Linked DNA regions of Hordeum vulgare: region 2 is linked to region 1. Evidence: chromatin contacts called from public Hi-C data. All regions are on one chromosome and are shown on one strand. The core of a region is the stretch at or near the end of the contact, and the rest is flanking DNA. Distances in the headings are between cores, read along the strand shown.

Region 1 (6,233 bases), core at 1,520-4,019:
TCAACCTTGTGTCTTTATGAATATCATCATCACGGATGGTTGGCACATTTGGATACAGGGGAACTCCAAAGTATGTAAGGCTCATAACCATTCCTTACGAGGCTTGTTTTTTTTTTGCTCGAAAATGATCTTCAGATGATCAAGTCCGGGTTCAAGTTTAAGCATCAGCAACGCTATATAGAGTGGATTGACTCATATCTAATTTAATTTTTTCCCGTGGATTTTTCTATAAGTGGAGTTGGATGGTTTTTGCTATTTTACTGTTTGGGTGTCTATGGATAGTTTCTTTTATTAATGAAATTTATCCTAGAGCAACTGTTCTACGTGTTTTTTTTCGAACCGGGCTTTCTCCCCTTTCCATTACTTTCATAACGGAAATACAATGTTTTTGAAACCAGAACCAGAAAGAGAGGGAAAGGGAAAAAAGCGAGTTCGGGACAATATCAGGAAACCCACCGTTCATGCCTGTCATCAGGAACACAAACTGCGGGGCGAAAACCTGATATCATCCGAAACTACGCAAAAAGATCAAAAGTTACACTACCATGGATGAGCACCGCTACGAGGAGTCCCAACAACCATAACCGGACCAGGCTCACAAAAGAGCACAAGATAAAACGAAAGTTTCACAAAACTGACAGAGATCTAATCACCACCGTGGTACCAAGCTATCTGCACTGCAACTAGCAAGGTTCATCGCCAAGGGGATCGAACACCTTCTTCCTGCACTTACCACTCCTCCCACGCTTCTTCCTTATCAGCCTGTTCGTTCGATTCTGGCCTTGGTGGTCCACATAGCAGCAGCATTTGGGATGCGCTCTCTTTCAACAACTAAGCCCCCTTCTTGACAGTCTCCGCCATCGCCGGCTTTTGCGTACCTGCCCAGTATTCAATAAACGCACACGTTGTGAAAGCAATTTCAAAAGGAGTTTTAATCCACTTTTTTTCAAAAGTAGCCCGATTCCGAGCCAACCAAATAGACCAGCAAAATGCAGCTAAGCCAACAATATAAATCTCGCATAAGCCCGGCAAAAAAGCATATAACCAAGAGTAAACCTGCCAAATCGTTTTCGGAATATAATTGGTACCAAAAACAACACCAATCGTTCTCCAAACAATCTTGGCCACCGAGCACCCAAAGAACAGATGCTGCGCCGATTCAAGTTCATCACAGAAAGAACATTTAGGGCCCCCCTGCCACTGGCGTTTTCTCATATTATCTCTAGTAAGAATGGAGCTTTGAAATGAGTGCCAGAGGAAGATTTGGATCTTCAAAGGAATCTTAGTCCCCCAAATTCACTTATAATGGGTCCCCGCAAGGTTTCTCTCTAACCATCTATACATAGATTTAGTGGAATATTTCCTGAAATTATCTAACTTCCAGTAAACCTCATCATCTTTATCTGCACAAATTTTATCCAACACATATTGCTTCATTTCATTCCATTTCTGGAGCATAACTGGAGATAACCTTCTCCTAAAAGAAGTTAAATGATTCATACTCTCCAGCTTATCAACAGTACACTCCTTATCAACAATACACTCCTCATCAACAGTTCTACGGTTTTCGATTCAATAATGAAAAAGAAAGAAAGAAACCACCGTGGCCGCACTGGGTATCACTGCCCTGCAGGCCAGTTTGGTGGTGCAGCGAAATAAAAAAACACCACGTCTCTGTATCAGGATGTGGAAGAAACAAGGCCATAACAGGAGCGGAGCGCGTCACCATTTCGCCTTCCTTTTAAAGCGGGGGATGTATACTCGATGAGTGAAAGGTTGAAAACTTTGGGAGCGCTCCTCGATGATGGCACCGAGCGTGTCCTCTCCACTTGGGAAAGGGAAAGGCGCTGCAGAAAATTGTGGTGGTCGCGGGCTGTCTCGATGGCACGTCGCTCCCGTAAACAAACAACCCAAGAAAGTCTGCAACTAAAAAGATGCGGATGAGAAAGCAGAAGGGAACGGGACAACCACGGATGGATATCAATCTGACATGAACTCCATGTGTGGATTCCGCGGGGGTTACAAATAGCTGCCATATCAACTTCTAGTCATCCTTTTTATTTATGGAAAAGAAACTGGATGTTACTCACTAGTACTTCTCTATGTTTCTTGCGTTCCGGCCAGTGCGGATGGGTTGAATTCTTCTGGTTGCATGTGCGGTGGGGATGTGCCGGTTTGCAAAGTCAGAGTTAATCAAACTAACATTAAATCCAATGTGTATATGTATGAACTGTCATTACTAGTACTCCATCTTAATGACAGTCCATGAGTAAATAAGAAGTCAGGTTTATGTATGAACTGCCATGAGTACTACTACTAGTGTGGGTTTATATTTAAAGTAAGGTACTCCCACCATCTCGGTGCATGAGGCATATTAGAGAAAACATATACAGTAAGTAAATAAGAAGGAGTCAGGTTCGTTCCAACGCATTGTTGCCGCGTTAGCCGTGATCTAACGTGAATATTCATTCCACAGGACAGGACACCGGCCGGTGGTGGTGGAGGAGGAGAAGATACTCTGAATGTGAGAGAGTTGGTGTTGGGGCCTAGGAAAGAAGAGAGGATGAATCAAGAGCCATTAAGATGAGGACAAGTAATTACTAGAGTTGCTTAAGATAAGGGCCACAGCTGCGGTGCGCGCGGTAAGAAGTGAAGGACGGGAGGGGTCTTGGCCCGCAAGCCGCACGGCTCTCTCTCTCTCTCTCGCTGCGCGTGACCGCGTGGAGCCTTATATAAGCCGGCCCTCGGTTCCTCCCCCCAGTCTCTCTCCCTTGTTCCTAAACCCGCCTCTCCCTCTCTCTTTCACACACGCCTCTCTCTCTTTCTCTCGGCCTCCATTTCCTCTTCTTCTAGCTCTAGCTAGCTAGCTTGCTTCGGCGCCCGGCTTGGAGATGTCTGAGGTTTCGGTGATAAACCAGGCGACGGAGGTGGAGGACGCGGCGGCGGGGCTGGACCTGCCGCCGGGGTTCCGGTTCCACCCCACGGACGAGGAGATCATCTCGCACTACCTCACCCCCAAGGCTCTCGACCACCGCTTCTGCTCCGGCGTCATCGGCGAGGTCGACCTCAACAAGTGCGAGCCATGGCATCTCCCAGGTACACGTCCAAATTAAGCTGCTCCTCTGATCTGATCATCCGAGCCCGACGGGCCGTGCCTTAAGCTTACTTAGTTTGCGTGTTTCCACCGGCCGGACAGGCAAGGCCAAGATGGGCGAGAAGGAGTGGTACTTCTTTTGCCATAAAGACCGCAAGTACCCGACGGGGACGAGGACCAACCGCGCCACCATGAGCGGCTACTGGAAGGCCACCGGCAAGGACAAGGAGATCTTCCGGGGGAGGGGCATCCTCGTCGGAATGAAGAAGACGCTCGTCTTCTACCTAGGCCGTGCACCCCGCGGCGAGAAGACCGGCTGGGTCATGCACGAGTTCCGCCTCGAGGGCAGGCTCCCCCACCCGCTCCCGCGCTCCGCCAAGGTTGGTTGGTTTAGCTCTCGATCCTATTTCATCCCTCCTTTAATTTCTCTGCTTGATTTGCTAAATACTTGACTAATTGGCGTGCAGGACGAGTGGGCCGTGTCCAAGGTGTTCAACAAAGAGCTCACGGCCACCAACGGGGCTATGGCAACGGCAATGGCAGCGGCGCCGGACGCCGGGATCGAGCGAGTCAGCTCGTTCGGCTTCATCAGTGACCACTTCCTTGACGCCGGGGAGCTGCCGCCCCTCATGGACCCTCCCTTGGGCGGCGACGTCGACCAAGTCATCGATTTCAACTCCAACTCTGCCTACGCCACCGGTGGCCGTTCCGGATCCGGACTCGAGGTTAAGATGGAACAGCACATGCCGCCGCACATGATGTACTCGAGCCCGTACTTCTCCCTGCCGGCCGCTAATTCCGGCGACCTGTCGCCGGCGATCCGGAGGTACTGCAAGGCGGAGCAGGTCTCGGGGCAGACGTCTGCGCTCAGCCCGTCCCGCGACACCGGGCTCAGCACCGACCCCAACGCCGCCGGTTGCGCCGAGATCTCGTCGGCGCCCACACCGTCGTCCCACAATCAAGACTTCCTTGACCACCTTGACGAGTACCCCGCCCTCAACCTCGCCGACATTTGGAAGTACTGATGACGCCCGGATCGATCGGAGCTGCGTGCCACACGATTGGCTCTGGCTCTGGCTCTCCTTGATTAATTACTCGATTGGATTACTTGACTTGGTGTGTGATGCTCGTGTTAGTGGTTTGCTGATGCATCATCTTCTTTCCGGAGGATTCTCAATCTCGGGTTGGATCAGGTGATTATCCATCCAGACGGACCTCCAGGGATTAGCTAGGCCTCCTTAATTATGTTGATTAATTAAATTAAATTAACTAGTCCTAGGTTCATATCTTGATCTGTGTGTACATATCACTACTACTCTGATTGTGATTATGGGGAGTAGCAGTAACAATCATGATGGTTATACAATTAATGGGTGTAGATTAGGGGGAGGACTTGAGATCCATTTATGAATTGATTAATTTGGGCGCTGTGGATGAGCCGGCCAGACAGCTAGCGCTAGCTTTGTATGTACATGTACCGCCATTAATTGCTGTTGCTTGAGTTTGACATGTCACTATGTGAATCGATGCTTGTCTTCTCTTTGTGCTACCGCTTTACACTTGCTAATTGATCGCTCGGTTACGCCTTTGTGGGCGTAACTCGACGTGGCGAGAGGCACTACCAGCTGTGCTGCTACTGCTCATGGACGCCTTCCGAAATCTAGCAAGAGGAGAGGAGAGATGAGATGGATCATGGTTTTGGGCCGACGGAGGGGGCCACCGCGGCCGCGGGCGATGGGTTCGCTCTTGTTTCGATCGTCCAATTATTCCCGGACCACGTCGTCCAGTTAGTTGGTGAACTCGACACATATACGTACGTACTATAGGCGTCGTACAAGCTCCAGCCTTATCTTGTTTCGGAAAACACTCGCGGGCGAGCAACGGCCGAGGAAGGGACAAAAAAAAAAGGGAAGGAAACGAGCACATCCGTTGATCCTAACAACCAACCTACGAACCAACCGTAGCTCGACGCGGGGGTGAGGGTGAGGGTGAGGGCGAAAGCTTGTCGCTCACACACACGCACGGCGGCCGACGGCGACGAGCGGGACGGGCCCGATTTTGCGTGCGCGCACAGCACACACAGACGCAGGTAAGGCGCGCCGGGACGCAAGCCGTGGCGAGTTTCGCGGCGATCCATTCGCTGTTGGCACGCGCTCGCTTCGTGCATCAAAACCCGGCCGAGACGGCGCGGCAACGAAAAGGATCAGCAGGAATCTTCCATCCATTTTTTTTTCTTTCTTTTGCGAAAGAATCATCCGTCAATTCATTAGTTGTACTGCTGCGACACATGGAAATATTCAAATTCTCGGTTGCTCCTTAAAAAAAAGGGAAAGGCCAAGCAAGACACATGAAAACTAGTCGCATATCCTGGGTGGGTCCTCGGGCTCTGGGAAGTCGGATTGGATCATTAGCTGTCCAAATCGCTGAGGCGCAGTGACGTCAGAACTTTAGGCTCCACCAGCAGTGGCAGTCACCTACACCTTTTCTCCTTGTATCTCCTTGTGCGTGCCCCCTAGCTATTGGCCATGGACAGCTTAGCCAACACTTGTTTAACTCCCCGTCAATGATCACAGGGAGATGGTCAGGAAGGGTAGGGTGCATCACCCATGTTGCCCCTAAGGATTCTCAATTATCTTATTATTTCGTTTCCCCAGGGATTTGGTTAATTAATCCGATGTGGATGTCCAGATGCAGGTTGCTTTCAGTCTGTTGATTAGGGCACGGGTTTTGTAGCCCATTTTATCCGGTGATTAGACAAGACCCAGCCAGTGGCGGTTGACGTGGGGCCTCTTCGTTTCCATGTTTTCTTATCACGGAAGCATCCATAATAAGCATTTGTTTCTGCATCAGATTAGATATCAGGGATCGTTTCGGGACGTGACCACTAACTACCAAGAACCATAGGCCACCAAGACTACTCCCCATCCAATCCGTCGCTGGGGCAGATGGATGGATCATGGATGGGTGCATGATCGGCTCGGAGCACGAGTGCTGGACAAATCCAACGGCGTTCTGGGTAGCTCGTATATCATGCGTTATCTGCACCAAGTTCCATTTTGGCACAGACGGTGAGACAATGCTGCACAACGAACTACTCCCTCGGTAAAGTAATATAAAAGCGTTTAGATCACTGTCTAGT
Region 2 (5,745 bases), core at 178-2,677, 180 kb after region 1:
TTTTTTTTATGTAGATCAGTTTATTTAAAACATTTTATCTTCTAAATCATGCATTCAAATTCTAAACTATTTCAAAACTATATTCCATGTTGGCAGTTTTTGATAAACTTTTTTTTCATGAAAAAATTGAATGAAAAAATCATACCTCTCAGAAAAGGATTTTTTTTCTTCGTTCCAAGAGGCACTGTCATGTCTTTAGCGAAAGTAAATCCGTGCCTCTCGCGGAAACAAAACCATGTGTCTCGTGAGAAGATATAAAAACACACGTTTTTTTTCGTTTCAGAGAGGCACGCCGTGCCTTTCGTGAAAGCGAATGCATGCCTTTTGCGGAATAAAAAAAATAAAATGCATATTTTTCTCCGGTTTAGAGAGGCACAACCGCGCCTCGCGGAAGCAAATCCATGCCTCTCGCGTAAGCAAAACTGTGCCTCAAACAGAAGGTGGATTTTTTTTGTTTCAAAAAGACCTGTTTCAAAGAGCCACCACCGTGCTTCTCGCGCAAGAAAAAAAATCGTTATTTTTTCATTTCAGAGAGACACGACCGTGCCTTTTGCTGAAGAAACAATTTTTTTTTTGTGTTTTTTTTGCTCCAAAGCTAAGGAAGATCAGTGGATAATCAAGAAGTCATAAAAACATCTAAAAAGCCGAAAACATATGTGAAAAAAATCCAAAAAGAAAACTCTTAGAATGCAACACATAACCATGGCTAAAAGCGCGCCAAGTGACGCACTCTCAGCCCACCCCAAATGTCCCTTGATGAGGCTTGAGGGAGCGTTCCTCAGTTAGTTGCTTCTGTAAAAAATTTGTATCATGAGAATGTGGAAAGGGAAACGTTGCAGCCGGCGCGCCGGCCGAACCGTTCGGTCCGTCGCACGCTGCCCGCGCGGCTGCCTGGCCAGACATGCAACATTATTTCGTTCAGATTTTCTACAACCACGTTTAAATTTTCTATAAGCGTTTTCTATTTGCTACATTTGTCGAGTAAAAAAGGTGCATATACGTTTGGTTACAACTCCAGTTCGTCGGATTTTTTGTTATAACCGGTATATTTTACCTTTGCTACAACCGTGTTAATTTTTGCTACAACCGGTATCATTTTGTGCTGCAACCGTTTACTAAAAAAGTTGCATACACGTTCATTAGAGTTGCAACCCGAATTTTTCGGATTATTTTTGCTACAACCCACATTTTATTTTGCTACCACGCAATATCAGCGTCGTTTTTTTTACTACAATCACATTGATATTTTTTTTTGCTACAACCATATTTTTGTTGCAAACGTGATCAAAATTTGCTGCATCGTAGTCGAAGTTTACTGCATCGAGGAATTTTGCTGTCAGAACAAATCTGACGGTGCTGACTGCGTGCGGCCGACAGATCGACGGCCAGCATGGGGCCGTCTTTCGACCGGCCTGGCGCAGAGCGCTGCCCATGCGGAAAGATTTATGAGAGATCAAACAATAGAAAAGCAGGCCCACAAAAAAAAACACAACACACAAGCAGAACCAGGCTTGAAGACAATAACTAGCAGCCCAATATCTCGCCTTCTGCGAGATGTAACTCTAGCTCGCGTATGTAGTCCACAGTTATGAGCTGGCCCGTTAATCTGTTTTCTCGCTAGGTCGTTGTTCGTTCGCTCACTTGCTCGTTATTATAGATAGTTTCTTCTTGTATCATGTACACTGCTGGACTGATCCGTGATAGTTTTTTCTTTCTGTTTTCTCTGCTTTATGTTTCTTTGTCTATTTTCATCAGGTATTTTGGTTTCACAATATTTCATGTTTTGCGTTGTTTTCTTCAGTTTTTCTTTTTTTCTTTTCGCTTTTCTATTCTCATTCATTTTTTCTTTACTTTGCTTTTTTGTTTTCATCTATTTTTATTTCTTTTTCGCTAGCTTCCAATGTTTTGCATTGGTTTCTTTGGTTTTCCTTTTTTTTATTTATATTCGTTTTCCTTTTCTTCTCTAGTTTTCTTCGGTTTTCGTTGTTTCTTTTTGGTTTTCATCGGGATTTTATTTATTTATTTCAACATATGTCTACCTTTTCTCATACACATTCTATATTATTAAAATACAATAGAAATATTTATCCATACAAGCTTTTCTCTCTTTTTTAATGCATGTCTACTTTTTTCACACACAATGTACAATTTATTATATACGTCAAACTCATTTTTATGCATGTTTCAATAAGTTTGAATGCATGATTGACTTTTTTTACAATATTAGTACCAATCTCTATTTTTTCATTCATGTTGTATATTTGTGATATATTTTTTGTATACAAATAGAACATTATTTATTACATGTTTAATAATTTAAAATACATGATTACTATTTTTCCAAATATGTGCTTTTGCTGTTTACATATTAGGTATACATGAAGAAGATTTTTTATACATGTCTAACAATTTTTAGATGCATGACTAAGATTTTTTTTTCAAAATACATGTTTTCATGTCTACTTTTTTGTACACATTGTATATTTTTTGTATACATGAGAAACCATATTTTATACATGTGTGATAGGTTAGAAATATCCATCAAAACATAAGTTTTCAAATACATGATATTTTTTATCAAATATATGTTTTGTTACATACATTTTTTCATGTACATTGTACGTTTGTTATACACATCAGGTACATTTTGTTAAATACATGTTTGACATTTTTTAATAATGTCACATGCAATTTTTTGAAAATACATGAACATTTTCTAAAACCATTTGTGTATGCTATCAAATTATTTAAACACCGAATGAACATTGTTTTGATCTTGGATATACATTTTTTTTAAATCTTGGTATTTTTTTTGGAACGGATGTGTTTTTAATATTTTTTATAGAAAACAAAAAGAAAAAAGAAAAAAAAAGAGAAAAATAGAACTAAGTGGAGAAATTAAGAAATCTATTATTGGGTAGGCCCACTCACGCATTCCTTCTCGCAATGCTAGCTTCCATGTTGCTACATGGCACATGTAGCCGCGTCGAGAATTAACCATCATCCTCTTGTGATCCTTGATGTAGTCGACAACCATCAATGTTCACACCTTCCTTAGTATCTCCACACCCGTATTCCTTCTACACAATTGTGTAAGTAATCTTCCTATAAAGGATGCTAGAGTGCCCGACTAATCGAAGGCCCTGCGGGCAGAGCGCCCTCCTCCTCGTCCGTTTCAAGGTGGGCTACCATCTCTCGAAATAGGCTTCCGCCCCACTTTAGGTATAAAGCACCAACAAAACAGAACACACAATCGAAATATACAAAGGGATGGGGTAGCCCTCACATGGTTCCGATCCTAGGATAACTGCATCACGCAACACGCACACAGTTACGCTGTCGAAATAGATTACACGAAGAACTCACAACAACAACATCTAAGCCCTTTAGCACCTAGGTTCCACGACAACGCCCTCACGATAGAGAACGACGCTAAGCGTCACCGTTGCCGAGTTCCAAAAAACATAGGTTTTCACCAGAAACACGGACACGTAGAGAAGCACCACGACGACGCCTTCATGAAGATAACGGCTCCCACAGGCGTCGCCGTCGTTGACGACAAAGCGCAGAGCTTTCCCTCGGCAGCTCCCCTCCCCTAAACGAGGTCTCCAGGGCAAGCGTGATGGGCCAAGAACTCCAAATCCTGATCGGGGCAATGCCATCATGGGAGACAAGAGCACGCCCGAGCCATCCGCTACACCACTTCTCGCCACCCACATGACCAAGAGAGAATGCCATCACCGCCACCATGATGCCCGCCGTAGAGCTCATCACCCGGACCACCATCCGGGGCCGCCACCCCGGCATCCATGTACAAGGCTCCATTAACTACCCACATCATGGTGCATCCACCATGGTAGGAAGAGTAAAAGAGATCTCCTTTCACTCCTAGCCCGACATCAACCATGGAGTATGGATTGACACCTCCACAGCAGGAGGCAACCACACGTGTATCTCCAGCAAGTCCTAATGGACCGAGGGAGACACTACCTTGTGGCTCCCAACGACGATCGACGAGCGTGCACGCACGATGCCATGTCCATGGCCCATAGCACCAATCCGCCCGATAGTGTAGCACATCCCAGACCACCACCAACTTGCACCATACCCACAAGAAGATTGGCCTACATCACAGGCACCTCCCGGATCTATTCGGGCCTCGGGCCCCGATAAGATCCGCCCGGCCTAGAGCTAGGGGAATGGAGGCCTCCTTCCACCACCCAGTGCCACGGGCGGGGGAACAACTGTAGGATCCAAAGGATGTCTAGAGGGGGGTGATTAGAATACTTGACCAAATAAAAACTTAGCCTTTGCCCAATTTTAGTTGTGGGAAATTTTTAGCAATTATGACAAGTCAAGTTCACCCTACACATGCATATCTAAGAGTATAGCAGCGGAAAGTAAATACATGCAAATGTAACATGAAGAAAGTAGTCCTGATCATTCCAAGGTGTCATCTTTGTGCCAACAAAATCTTCAATATCAAGGAGCGTGAAATTCTCTCTAACATGAGGAAAGTAGTCGTCATTGCCTTGATGTAATACCAATCAACATATCGCATGTCACTATCTGCAGGACTCTTGTCTAGCAACACGGACTCATAAAAATCTTGGCGCTCCTTAGTGGGAAAATGAGGATCGACGACAGTTCTTATCGTGATAGCATATGAATCAACAACCCTCCACTGCCTCAATCCATTTTCCCTTCTCTTCTTCGTTTCCTCAGCATCAGGATGGCCATCGTTGTGCAATGGAAAGTGAGCTCTCAAATTTCTTACCACAAATGCGTCTTCTTCCTCCTCTGCATCAGCCTCTCAAGATGCAGAACCTTTGTTATTCTTCGCTTTTGGTATGTCCTTAGTAGTCATCTTGGGAGCTACTGGCTTCTTAGGTGCTGAAGGTGCAGTCTTATTAGGCATAGCATTAGACACGAGCTTCTTCTTATTAGCAGGAGGGTTCTCAGCTAGAATTTCTTCCTCCTCTTCACCAGCAGCTTCTGCTGGATCTTCATACATAGAAGTTGGCCTTCCAACAACATGCACCACTCTATTCCTCGCTATTTTTTGTCCTACCATCTTAGCTTGCCTGGAAGAAGGGGATCCAAGGGTGAGCTTCAATCCTCTCTAAGTAGCCTCTCGAACAACTGTAGGATCCAAAGTATGTCTAGAGGTGGGTGATTAGACTACTTGACCAAATAAAAACTTAGGCTTTTCCCAATTTTAGTTGTGGGCTAGTTTTAGCAATTATGACAAGTAAAGTTCACCCTAAAGATGCATATCTAAGAGTATAGTAGCGGCAAATAAAGACATGCAAATGTAATGTGGAGGGTAGGGAAGGAAGATCAAACGCAAAGGTTGACATGGAGATTCTTGGTGTGGTTCCAATAGGTGGCATTATCATATGTCCACGTTAGTGGAGACTTCAAGCCATGGAGGGTAACGGCTCCAAGAGTCCATGGAGAGATCCACCCACAAGGGGTCCATGAAGAAGCAGCCTTGTCTATTCCACCATGGCTTACGTCCACACATGACTAGCCTCACTCATGGTACATCTACACGAAGTAGGTGATCTCCTTGTCCGTACAAACTTCTTGGTTCAAAACCACAACACGAAGTAGGAGGATCGCAAGCGACACCTAACCAATCTAGGAGGCACCACCCTCCAAAAGGTAATAGATGCGGTAGAACGATGAAGTTCTTGCTCTCGTGCTTCAAAAGATAGTCTCCTCAACGCTCAATCACTCTCA

The links. Hi-C and Micro-C count contacts between places; a contact is called where the count stands out from the background.
Region 2: a contact with region 1 is called in a Hi-C map of leaf, with 4 times the contacts expected there. The contact joins the enhancer-like site here to the promoter of LOC123448745 in region 1. A contact is called at or near these places in 4 of 6 Hi-C or Micro-C datasets (leaf and seedling) and 1 of 1 datasets of contacts at active chromatin or transcription factors (embryo).

The regions. Positions count from the first base shown.
Region 1 is chr4H:404,789,021-404,795,253 of MorexV3_pseudomolecules_assembly, forward strand. LOC123448745 (NAC domain-containing protein 92-like) reads left to right here and starts at 2,770. Exons shown (of 3, transcript XM_045125738.1): 1 at 2,770-3,096; 2 at 3,197-3,474; 3 at 3,562-4,601. The coding sequence starts at 2,892. The coding sequence ends at 4,119.
Region 2 is chr4H:404,973,299-404,979,043 of MorexV3_pseudomolecules_assembly, forward strand. No RefSeq gene overlaps it. Among protein-coding and RNA genes, the nearest start is that of LOC123448745, 180 kb to the left of the region's middle. Within about 2 kb of position 1,428, at least 3 of the 3 cell types and tissues checked have open chromatin away from gene starts, as enhancers often do. A contact at or near this core is called in leaf and seedling, where this site is marked.